Regions from separate parts of the Ovis aries genome. Here region 2 is linked to region 1. A link is a contact called in public Hi-C data. All regions are on one chromosome and are shown on one strand. The core of a region is the stretch at or near the end of the contact, and the rest is flanking DNA. Distances in the headings are between cores, read along the strand shown.

Evidence for each region. Hi-C and Micro-C count contacts between places; a contact is called where the count stands out from the background.
Region 2: a Hi-C map of tail adipose tissue shows a contact between it and region 1, with 4 times the contacts expected there. The contact joins the promoter of SMTN here to the enhancer-like site in region 1. A contact is called at or near these places in 4 of 16 Hi-C or Micro-C datasets (liver, muscle, skin fibroblasts and 1 more).

The regions. Positions count from the first base shown.
Region 1 is chr17:69,624,445-69,630,349 of ARS-UI_Ramb_v3.0, reverse strand. The region is part of intron 2 of OSBP2 (oxysterol binding protein 2); the gene reads right to left. Among named protein-coding and RNA genes, the nearest start is that of OSBP2, 31 kb to the right of the region's middle. Within about 2 kb of position 2,844, at least 5 of the 54 cell types and tissues checked have an H3K27ac peak or open chromatin away from gene starts, as enhancers often do. A contact at or near this core is called in tail adipose tissue, where this site is marked.
Region 2 is chr17:69,857,107-69,862,561 of ARS-UI_Ramb_v3.0, reverse strand. SMTN (smoothelin) reads right to left here and starts at 2,231. Exons shown (of 18, transcript XM_027956804.2): 1 at 2,091-2,231; 2 at 243-373. The coding sequence starts at 293. It overlaps LOC105602949 (a long non-coding RNA gene), which reads left to right and starts at 2,364. Exons shown (of 4, transcript XR_006056751.2): 1 at 2,364-2,507.

The sequences.
Region 1 (5,905 bases), core at 1,595-4,094:
GAGCTTTATGTCATGTGTATCTATCACAATAAAAAATAATAATAACGGAGGGTTACCAGAAGATGGGATGAGGTGAAACACGATTGGCCATGAACTGATAATTGTTGGAAGGTGAGTGATACGAACATGGGGCTATGTATGGTATATGTGTGTTAGATATACATTCATGAAACATATTGGATAGCCTCCATAATAAAAAGTGATGCATATTTTTTTGGCTCAGAATGTCTGCAACATGTTGAATTTAATGAGCCATTTTCAATATTGAATATTGTGAATCTTCCCAGTGGTGTGAAATTACATATAAAATGCATCTGTATACATAAATTAATGTTTGCTATGCTATTCAGTAAAGATTTAACTATGATCATTTCTAGGTTAGTAGATTTGAGATTTTTCTCCCTTTTGTTCATTTCTCAGTATGGTTTGCACTTTTCTTTTTTCCATTCAATCTTTTTACAAAACAATAAAGGTTTTTATCTCAAAAACCGGAAATGTTTAGGAACACCCTTTTTACCTCAGGCAGTCTCACACAATGGCCCTGGGAAAATGGCAGATTCCCTACATGAGCCACCGCCCTCTGCAGTGGCCGTCTCTGCTGCTGGACGCCCCTGCCAATGATCGTTACTTACCCTCACAACCACCTGAAGACACAGGCAATGATCATCCCTTTGAGGAGCAAAGAAATAAAGGCTTAGCGAGGTTAAGGGCCTCGTCAAAAGTGACGCAATCGAAGGGACTTCCCCGGTGGTCCACTGGTTAAGAATCAGTCTTGCAGTGCCAGGGACACGGGTTCAAACCCTGGTCAGGGAACTGAAATCCCACATGCGGCAGAGCCCGAGTGCCACAACTTGGGAATCTGCGTACCTCAACAAAAGATCACACAACTTGAGAGACTGTGAACCTCAACAAGAGATCACACAACTTGAGAGACTGTGAACCTCAACAAGAGATCACACAACTTGAGAGACTGTGAACCTCAACAAGAGATCACACAACTTGAGAGTCTGCGCCTCAACAAGAGATCACACAACTTGAGAGTCTGTGCACCTCAACAAGAGATCACGCAACTTGGGAGTCAGTGCATCTCAACAAAAGATCACACAACTTGAGAGTCTGTGCACCTCAGCCAGAGATCACACAACTTGGGAGTCTGTGCATCTCAACAAAAGATCACACAACTTGAGAGTCTGTGCCTCAACAAGAGATCACACAACTTGAGAGTCTGTGCACCTCAGCAAGAGATCACACAACTTGAGAGTCTGTGCACCTCAACAACAGATCACGCAACCTGAGAGTCTATCCACCTCAACAAGAGATCACACAGCTTGAGAGTCTGTGCACCTCAGCAAGAGATCGCACATGATGCGGTAAAGATCCCGTGGGCAGCAACTGAGACCCTGAGCAATCCAAGTAAATTTTAAAAAATTGTTACACAACGGAAAAGACGAAAACTCAAATTCAAATAGGTGTGGGTGCCCTAATGTTCACAGCAGCACTGGTCACAACAGCCAGACGTAGAAGCAACCGAAGTGTCCATCGACAGAGGGATGGGTAAAGAAGATAAGGAATATATATACATATGCACACAATGGAGTATTACTCAGCCACAAGAAAGAGTGACGAAGCCATTTGCAACTCATGCGTGGACCTAGAGATTATCATCCTAAGTAAAGTAAGACAGAGAAAGACAAATAAAAAGTGACATCACTTATCTGTGGAATCTAAAAAAAAATGAACTTATTTACAAAACAGAAACAGACTCACAACCAATATAGAAAACAGTATTATGGTTATCAAAGGGGAAAGTGCTGGGGGGGGGGGCAGGGACAAATTAGGAGTTTAGGATTAGCAAATACACACTCCTATTACTAGATAAGTAACTAGTTCCCTGTCCTGTACATTCAGTATCTTGTAATATCTATAACGGAAAGGAAGCTAGAAAAGAATACACATACATATATATGTATGTATATAAAACTGAATTACTCTGCTGTATTCCTGAAACTAACATAACATTGTAAACCAACTTTCAAAATTTGTTTTTAAGTTACACAGTGACTCAAGGCAAAACTAGGATCCCAAATCTTATGCCTGCTTTACTAAGCCACATCCCTGCACACCATCATGCAAATAAGACTCAGCTATGCCCCCTGTCGGGGTGAACTTGCCCGCCTGCTGGTTCCACAGCCCCGAATACCTAGTCTTGAGCTTTGTAAGTTTCTCTCCAAATCAAAGATCAAGCTGGCAAAGGAACCCAGGAAGATGTCCCATCCCAGCTTGCCTTGGGTTCAGGTCACGTATTTTGCCACTAGCGACGAAACGAGCTGCCAACCCCACCCACGTCAGAGACTGGTGCTCATGCCCACAGATCCAGGAGTAGGTTAACATTTAAAAGGCAACAAAGCATAAGCCTTCTCAATCTGATAATTACAAAGGTAAGTGCTACTATGCCCTTTAGTTACAAAGGAAACGGTCAGTATCAGGATAATTGCCCTGGCAGGAAAAAGATGCTTAAAGCATCTTAATGGTAAGAATGGAGGGAATGCAGACAAGTAACTCTATCTTTCTGGTCAAACGACTCTGACCTATTAATCCTCATACGAAGTCCACCTCCAATACAAACATTTCAGAATGCTTATTTTTCTACTGAAATAAGGGGGCCACCTCTGGGCCATGGGCTTTTGGGCTCTGCCAGCTGGCAGAGGGTCTGTGGGACGAGTCGGAACAAATACCACCCTCGCTTTGAAAACCCAGCTCAGCCTCCCCGAGAGCTGAGCTGTCATCCTGCTCACATTCTGCGCATACATTCCAACTGGCTGGTGAGTGACCCAGTTACCCTGAGCCTCTTCCGCCAGCACCGACTTACATGAGTCCCTCAGGGGTAAGCCGCTGCCATCTGTATGGGCACAGGGTCACATCTGAATCCAAACTGTCAACACCTCTTACACAACAGAACACTGTCGCTCTGCTAAGTTCCCTTCTGGTGGCTCTCGCCTTTGCTGATGAGGATACTTGAGAACTGACTCCAACTCACGTCCCTTCCCTACCCTGCAGGCCCTGGCAAGGCCAAGCCCTCCAGGGCCTCTGTCCTTCCAGGAAGCCCTGCCCTGTGCCAATTTCTGCTTCTTCCGGAAGGGCCAGAATTCTCTCCCGGGGACACTAACTTTCCCCTTGGTTTCTTCAGACTCTGAAGAAAGCCCAGCCTTCTCAGCTGGAAGCACGTGTGTGTCCCCCTTTCTCAGGCCCTGACCCCCTTTCCTAGTTCCCACCCGACCTCTGAGTCACCAGGGAGAGTACAAGTTCCTTTAAAAAAAAAAGCCTCAGTGCACTGCATTATTAATTTTTCAGATATGACAACAGTACTTTGACTATATTAAACTTTTTTAAAAGGCATCCTTATCTTTTAGATACACACCCTGAAATGTTGACAAACATTCAAAGTGATGCAGGGTTAGGGAAGAGAGCAGAGACACAGAAACAAGATTGAGTGGAGAACTGGCGACAAGTGTGGGCCGGTTCCTGAGACTTCTGTCTGCTTCTGTTTGTCATAAGTTTTCCATAACAACCACAGGATTGTTGAAAAGTCCCATCCCCTGGGTTCTGCAGCATCCTCGAGTCCACCTGCACCCTCCTGAGGCTTTTATGCCTCTTTCAACTGGCATGTTCACTGAGCAACGACTCCACGCAAGGGGCAAAGTAAGAGCAACTGGCCCTCCTGCAAAGAGCCCTCAGGATGAGCAGGCTGGCCCTCGATTTTGACATAACCCCCCAGGGCCTCATTTCTCAAACTGAGCACAGATTTTTCCCTCCCCGGATACCAGGGTAGGCCCATGAAGTGGAGTGGGGTGAGCTGGGCTTCCTGTCCTGGCATTGCTGAGGGGAAATCTTAACTGCCCCCACCCCGTGCCTCTTACTGGATGAAGTGGCCCAGATGTGAGTCAGGGCAGAGAAGAGTTTGAGAGAGAGAGGCTGACTCATCCATGTTTCAGAGGGTTTGGGTGAGCTCAGCCCCTCTGTCCCGAAACCTGTGAGCCAAGGACTACAGGTCAGGACACGGCCTGCCTCTTGCCTGGGCTGGAAGCTTGGAGGGAAGTGCTGAGACCACCAGGGGCTTCGAGGCCTGAACACCTGAAAGCTGGACACCGCCTAATCCAAAGGACCAGAAACAGACACCCCCCCCCCCGCAAAAAAAAAAAAATCTAGGCACAGATCTGTTTATCTGCACAGAGGGCCGTGTAGCATTCTGGGGGCCCCGGGTCCACAGCCAAAGCAAGCAGAGAATTCCCATCTCGAGCTGCTGACCTATTGATGAGCAATGGCTGCCTACCCTCCTGCCCCAGCTACCACTGAATATTCATCCTGGGGCCACTAGAGAAACGGAAGCCAAACCCTCTGGTCAGCAACGCCTTTTTCACTGCTATCAGCCTCAGTGACCAACAGTTCACACCCACAGTCCCACTCTCTCAGTCCAGGCGAGGACTGTGCAGCCAGAGTCCTCGTGGAGAACGGAGCAGCATTCCCAGGACAGACACAGTCCCTCTTCTCACGGGGAGAGAAGCCTGCAGCCGCACCTGGAAGACAGGCTGCAGCCACACCTGGAAGACAGCGGCCAAGGATACAGACACCAGTGCGCCTGGTGGACCCCCACACTGCCCCTCGTCTCTCTGGATCCCGTTCATTTAAAAAAAAAATGGTAGTAAAATGTAATTAAACCCTCATTCCACAGAAAACATGCTGTTTGGAAATGGGGGAAGCAAGACGGCTGCAGGAAGCCATCCAGGAAGTCTGAGTAGACCGTGTTTCTCAAAGGAGATCCGGGGGAGCTGACAGGAGCGCTGCCTGGAATGCATATTCAAATGGGGTTTCCCGGGCTTCTCTGATGGTCTGAGGTTAAGACTTCAAATTCCCAGTCCAGGGGGCCCCAGTTCAATCCCCGGTTGCGGAACTAGATCCCACATGCCACTGCTAAGAGTTCATACGCCGCAGACTTCCCTGATGGTACAGCGGATAAGAATCCGCCTGCCAATGCAGGGGACACAGGTTCAATTCCCACTCCAGGAAGATTCCACGTGCGGCAGAGCAACTTATCCCATGAGGCACAACTGCTGAGCTCATGGTCTAGGGCCAGCGAGCTCTGACTCCACGCGTCACAACCGCTGAAGCCCTTGCGACCGGGGCCTGTGCTCCCCGAGAGTGCAAAGTCGCTTCAGTCGTGTCCAACTCCCTTTGGCCCTGCAGATTGTAGCCCACCAGGCTCCTTTGCCCATGGGATTTTCCAGGCAAGAATACTGGAGTGGGCTGCCATTTCCTCCTAAAAGGGGTCCTGACCCAGGGATCAAACCTGCATCTCTTACATCTCCTGCTTTGGCAGGCAGGCGGGCCTTTTACCGCTAGCGCCACCGGGGAACCCATCGCAATGAGGAACTCGTGCACGGCAATGAAGAGTGGCCCCCATGTGCAGCAATGAAGACTCAGGGCAACCAAAAATTTAGGAAAACAAAAAAAGAGTTCACACACTGAAACTAAAGACTCCACATGCCACAACAAAGCTTGAAGACCCCGGGCACCGCAACTCAGGCCTGGAGCAGCCAAGATAAGTCAAAATATTTTTTAAAAACAGAAATATGTACGTTTAAAATGGGAGTTCCTGAGCACCACCTGATCATCTCGTCAGACTCTCGGTGGCACTCCCCTAAGAATTCTAACACGCTCACCCTAGTGGCCTTCGTGCCCACCTAAGTTACAGAGAAGTTTTTCAGGGTGTGTGTGTGTGTGTGTGTCTGTGTGTGTGTCTGTGTGTGTGTCTGTGTGTGTGTGTCTGTGTGTGTGTGTCTGTGTGTGTGTCTCTGTGTGTTTGTCTGTGTGTGTGTCTCTGTGTGTGTGTCTGTCTGTGTGTGTGTCT
Region 2 (5,455 bases), core at 982-3,481, 230 kb before region 1:
TTAAACAGGTGGTGGCACTGGGGGGCTGGGAGGAACAACCTCAGCACCTGGCATGGATGGGCACATGCCACCAGAACCTCTGCATTGACCACGCAGAACAGGCCTAGCCCTGTTTCCCTGAGCCCTCCCTCTGGCCCCTCCCCCATCACCTCCTCTCAGTCAGCTGAGAGATATCCTGGACAGACCCTGCCTCTCCGGCCTGGCTTGTCTGTTCTCATAGTAGAGATGATGGGACCACTTACCAACTTCCGTAGGGCTCCCTCATCCAGCCCAGCTAAGGTTTCGTCCGCCATCTGGCTGGCCCTGAGCTCCGTCCGTCCCTTCCTGGTGAGTTCCCCAGTGCCTGTGGCACCTGACGCCAGCTCAGGAAATTCTGCAGGGGATAGACGTGAGTCAGGCCTTCAGAGGCCTCCAGAAACCACAGGCACTTGGGCTCTTGTGCCTCAGTTTCCCTCTCTAACCCATGATCATGCATTGCTGTCCCATCCTTCTTATCTGTGATGTCACTCCTAGCTGGGAGGTGCCTTCTTCCCTCAGGTAGTGTGTGCTGGAAAACCCAACAAACCAAGAGGAGAAGCTCCTAGTCCAGTCACCTGGACTGCTAGCTTGCTGTGTGGCCTCAGCTGGGCCCTTGCCATATCTAAGCATCAAACAGGGACGGCAGGGACCTGGATTGTGAAGCCAGAGCCCAACAAGGCCCACCCAAGCTGTGCTCACCACCAGGGGGTGCCCGCCACACTCCATGGCTTCCTGCCCCACCCACCCATCCCCAGGGCCTGCCCAGCCCCCAGTCATCCCAAAAGCTCAGCCTCTGGCTATGGACTAAGCCCAAGCCCAAGCCCAATCCTTGCTGCTCTCGCCACTCGCACTTCCACAGGTAACCTAAGCCATTGGAGGTAACATCCTGTCTTCCAATTCTTGAGGACAGCCCTCTGCACACACCCCTCTCCACCCCTCCCCTTCCCGCCCTCCCGCGATGCCAACTGCCCTGACTTCATGAAGCCAGGTGTCCGACACCCAGCTCCTCCTGCCAATTCCCACACTTAGAATTCAGTTCCCTATCTGGAAGAGCCTTCAGAAACTGATCCGCCCAGCTCCTGGACTTTGAAAAACAGGATTGGAAAGGGCCAGAGGATTGTCGTGGGGGAAGGAGGATCCCAAAGACCCAGAGGGCAGGGAAAGGATTTAATCTTGGCCACCTCTGGCTTCTGAAGTCCCCTTCCAAAGTGCCCTCAGGCGCTCAGGACACTCCCTCTTGCCCTATTACTGTCTCTCAAAATGGCCCCCTAAATCCTGGCCCAGCTTCCCAGTGTAACTCTTTTCTTCCTCTTGCAGCCCTAACCTTTCTGGAATTTCCAGGGCCCATGGCCTGACACTCCAGAGGTGCTCAGTTACTGTACGGAGACTGAAATGGCCTCAGGATTGCCCCTGCTCCCGCTGATTCATCCCGCAGTCATCCCTTCCCCCTCCCCAGAACAGTCACTTTTCGAGTCACCTCATCCGGTGAATGGGTCTGGGGGTGTCCTAGTCCACACACTTGGGGTTCGCGGGACTCTGCCTGTTCAAGTCGCTGCTTGCTTCCCCATCCCTGTAGTCTCAGACAGGTGGCAACCGCCCAAACTCCCTCTGCTGCGGTCCTTCATGAGCAGTCATCAGACTTAGGTTCTGTGGACACTCTGAGTTCCCCCATGTCTTCTGAGGGGCAGGGGTCCCTAATGCTGAATCTGGAACTCCCAGGGAAGTCTCTTTCTCCTTAGGAATTCCCGCCGCTGCTCCAGGCCAGTCCCGTGGCTCTCTGTCACACAGTGTGGGGTCCCAAAAGTTTGTGATGGGCCTCAGAGGAACGGAGGAGCTTCCTCGGGGTTTCTGCCCCCATAGACTTACACCCCTGGAGGTCGTGGAGCCTCCTGGAGATCCGTGAGCGTCTTTACCCCGGGTTTCAGAACTTTTACCGCATGGCTTAGCGCCCCCGTGGATGGGTGGGAGCTCCCAGATCTGAGGGTCCCAGAACCCTGGGAGTCCACATATCCGGGTGCCACCCTCGGACCCGTCGGGGGTCCTGCTGCCGCCCGGAGGCCCCGCACACCCACCTCTCCGTCTGGTCCGCCCGTCCCGCGCGGGCTCAGGCTAGGTCGTTCGGGATCCAACAGATGGATGACTAGGAGCGGCCAGGCGGAAGGCGCCGCGACCGGGATCCCAGGCCGCTCAGCAACCGTCCCCGGGATTCTGCTAGCACCGCCTGTCCAGCCGCGCCAGCAGCCCCTAGGACCCCGCCCCGAAACCCCGCGCCAGCCAATTCCGGGGAGGGTCCCGCCCACACTCCCGCCCTATTGGGGAAATTCAATTTTGACTGCCACGCCCCTAGTGGAGGCCCCGCCCTTCGCGGGCCTTGGAAGTAGAGGATTGCAGTCTTGGGGCCACTGCTCTTGCAACCTTGGCTGGTCGAGTGGGCGTCGCTAGAAGGACGCAACTTTGCGCCAAAGTCGGGGAGGGCGCGCGAAGCCGGGGTAAGTGGCCCGGGATCGTACTATTCGCGGAGCCTTCGGCACAGCCTCTCTCCGCCCTCCTCTTTGTTCGCGAGGCCCTGTCCCCTCCCTCAGCTCCGCCCCCTCCTAGCTTCAGTGCCCGGGCTTGGCCGCTGCCCCCAGGCTGCTTTCAGGACACCTGGTCCAGGCCACCTCAGAGCAGGGACTAAGTGACCGGCAACACATTGACCCTACGTGGGGGCACCTCAGGGACAGCCTCAGATGGAGTAGGTCAATCACACACCACTTCCCCAGCCCACACACCTTTGCACACACATTCACCTTATCTGTCACTTCTCCCTGCCAAGCTCCTCAGGGTCGGCCTCTTGCAGCGCTGGGATTTTAAACTGGGAACACCAAGTCCAGAATCTCATTCAGTAAATGGAGGAAATTGAGGCCCTGAGAGAGCCGACATGCCCAAGACAACATAAGGAATAAATAAGGGGACCCCAGAGCTCAGACCCCCCACCCCACCCCGGGAAATACCACTCAGTCCCTTCTGCTAGAGATCAGGGTCCCTTCCGCAGGTCTCCCTGGAGACCAAAGGGAGTTGGAGCCTGGTAGGTGGCGTCTGGAGTCCTGTCTGTCAAATAATAACAATAATAATATAAACTCATTTATTTTGTACTTGCCATGTACCAGGCATATAATTCCTATGATGAACCCAAGATTACCGTCTCATTTTACAGCTGAGGACAACAAGTGATAGGTAGTGGAACTGTGATTCATACCGGAACGTTTTGAGTATAGAACCTGTGCTGTTAACCATTGTGATATGGGGTTGTGGGGAAGTGGCTTCAGCCTGTTGCATCAGGAGACTCAGCCCCACTGTCTAGAGCCTCTGTGACCATCCGCCACCACACCTCACCCCCATCTAGACAGAGGGGCAGTATCCACTCTGAGACTCTGTTAAAGACGTCAACTTATTTCACCCCCACATTCTTGAGAGGTGGTCCCATTTTACACATGGGAAAACCCCAGCGCTGAGAGGGAAGAGACTCCTTAAGGTCACATGGGAGGAGGAGCAAACAGAGCCCAATTTGGGCGCTTTAATTCGAGCAAGCCGCATCTAGTCTCTCTCTAGTCAGACTAGATGTAATTTTTAAAAATAAACTTTATTTTATTGTTACTATTACTATTTTTTTGGTTACGTGGGTTATGGGATCTTAGTTCCCTTGCTACGAATTAAACCCGGGCACTCTGGCAGTGAGAGCTCAGAATCCCAATCACTGCACCGCCAGGGAATTCCCAACCTAGATGCCCTTTTAATTTTCCAGGACGAGGGTCAGCACCCTCCAAGGTCAACTAGGTCCTATTCAAACCGCGCGCGCCCATTGGAACAGCCCCCTGGGGCGGGGCACAGGTAGGCCACCTGAGTGGCGGCCGTCTGCTCCAATGAATGGCCGTCTTCGTCCTAGCTCCGCTCCCCACCCCCAGCAGGGAGAAACGGCACGGGTGAGTCTCTGTGTGGACTTTATATGACACTCACGAGCTCACCAGTTCCTGGTAATACTGAAGATAAGCACGGGTCCCGTCCCCCCCATCCCCCGTCAAGCCCTCAGAGCTGGGGTCCTCCTCCGTTCTTACTTGCCTTCCCTTCCCATCTGAAAGGGGCGGGGCGAGATGGCGGTGAAATAAAGATCAAAGGGCGGCCCGTGAAGTCCTGGAGAAGCTTGCAGACAGAGTACAGGAAGGAGCAAAACGTCCCAAGAGGAGGACCCTGATGTTTACTGAGCACCTGCTGCATGCCTGACATGGGATTTAGCCGGTTGCAAATTGACCACGGAGCTAGATATGTATTAACCCAAATTCTACAGAGGAGGAAACTAAAGTTCACGGAAGTGAACTGAACGAACTTCCATTCAGTTCAGCTGAATGGCATTCAGCTGGTAATGCGATTCAGACTTGAGTGGAATTCTGTCCCATGCCAAAGCTTCTTTCGTTTCCCTTGCTGCCTCTAGGATTGAGGAAATCCTGGAAGACTTCTTAGAGGAGGTGATGTTGCAAACTGATCCATGAGGAAGGGTGCAAAGAAATCCATCCCACGGAGAAAAGGGAGAAAGACGTGAAAGGGTATTAGTGGCTAGGGAACAGTGTGAATAAGGCCAGAGGTTTGTAAGTGAGAAAAGGAGGCGAGAAAGGCTGTGGATAGAGCAGGAAATGGGGATGGAAGACCTTCCATTTGTGAAGGGCCCTGAATGCCAGGTGAGTAGGGTGAACACTGGGAGGCCTGGGCTTCAGTTGGTCCATCTATAAAATAAGGGTCTTGGACCAGCTCACTTGTGGCCCTCCCAGAAAGGGTTCAGATTCCTCTAGGTCCAACTCTAGACCAGCAGAGTGGGGAGTGGCTGGAACAGCTCGTGGGCCAAGGGTAATATTTGGCTCCAGTCTCTGAGTCTGAAAATAAATATTTTTACCAAGCTGGCAGTGCCAGATCCCTGCATCTCCCCGGCTTCCCCTCCCCCAATTCGGGGTCCTGCAGAGAAAGCCCAGTCCTGGGGTCAAGAAGCAAGAGGAGTGATGGGTTTTAGACCCGGCTGCAGCCCAGGTAAAATTTTCTTTCCCTTGGAGCCTCAGTTTCCTCATTTGCACAACGGGGTAGTTGTGGCCTGAGCTTTCTAAGCCCTCTCCCTATTGACTAAATAAGATACAATTCCAAGACTTCCAGGGAGACCCCACCTTGGGGATGTGTGCACAAAGGGCTCTAAGTCCAGTCGAGGCCGAGACCGTGGGCCTATTGGAGATCCAGAGGCTGCTGGGCACCAGGAGGAGTGAAGGGGTTAGAGCTGGGTCAGAGTTGGGCCTGCTCTTGAGGTCTCGCTGCCTCATGAGAGTAGGGGGAGAGATGGTATTTCGACTCTAAAAGTGGTAGAAGGGCTTCCTCTGTGGTCCAGCAGCCTTCCAATGCAAGGGGTTGTGGGTTTTGATCC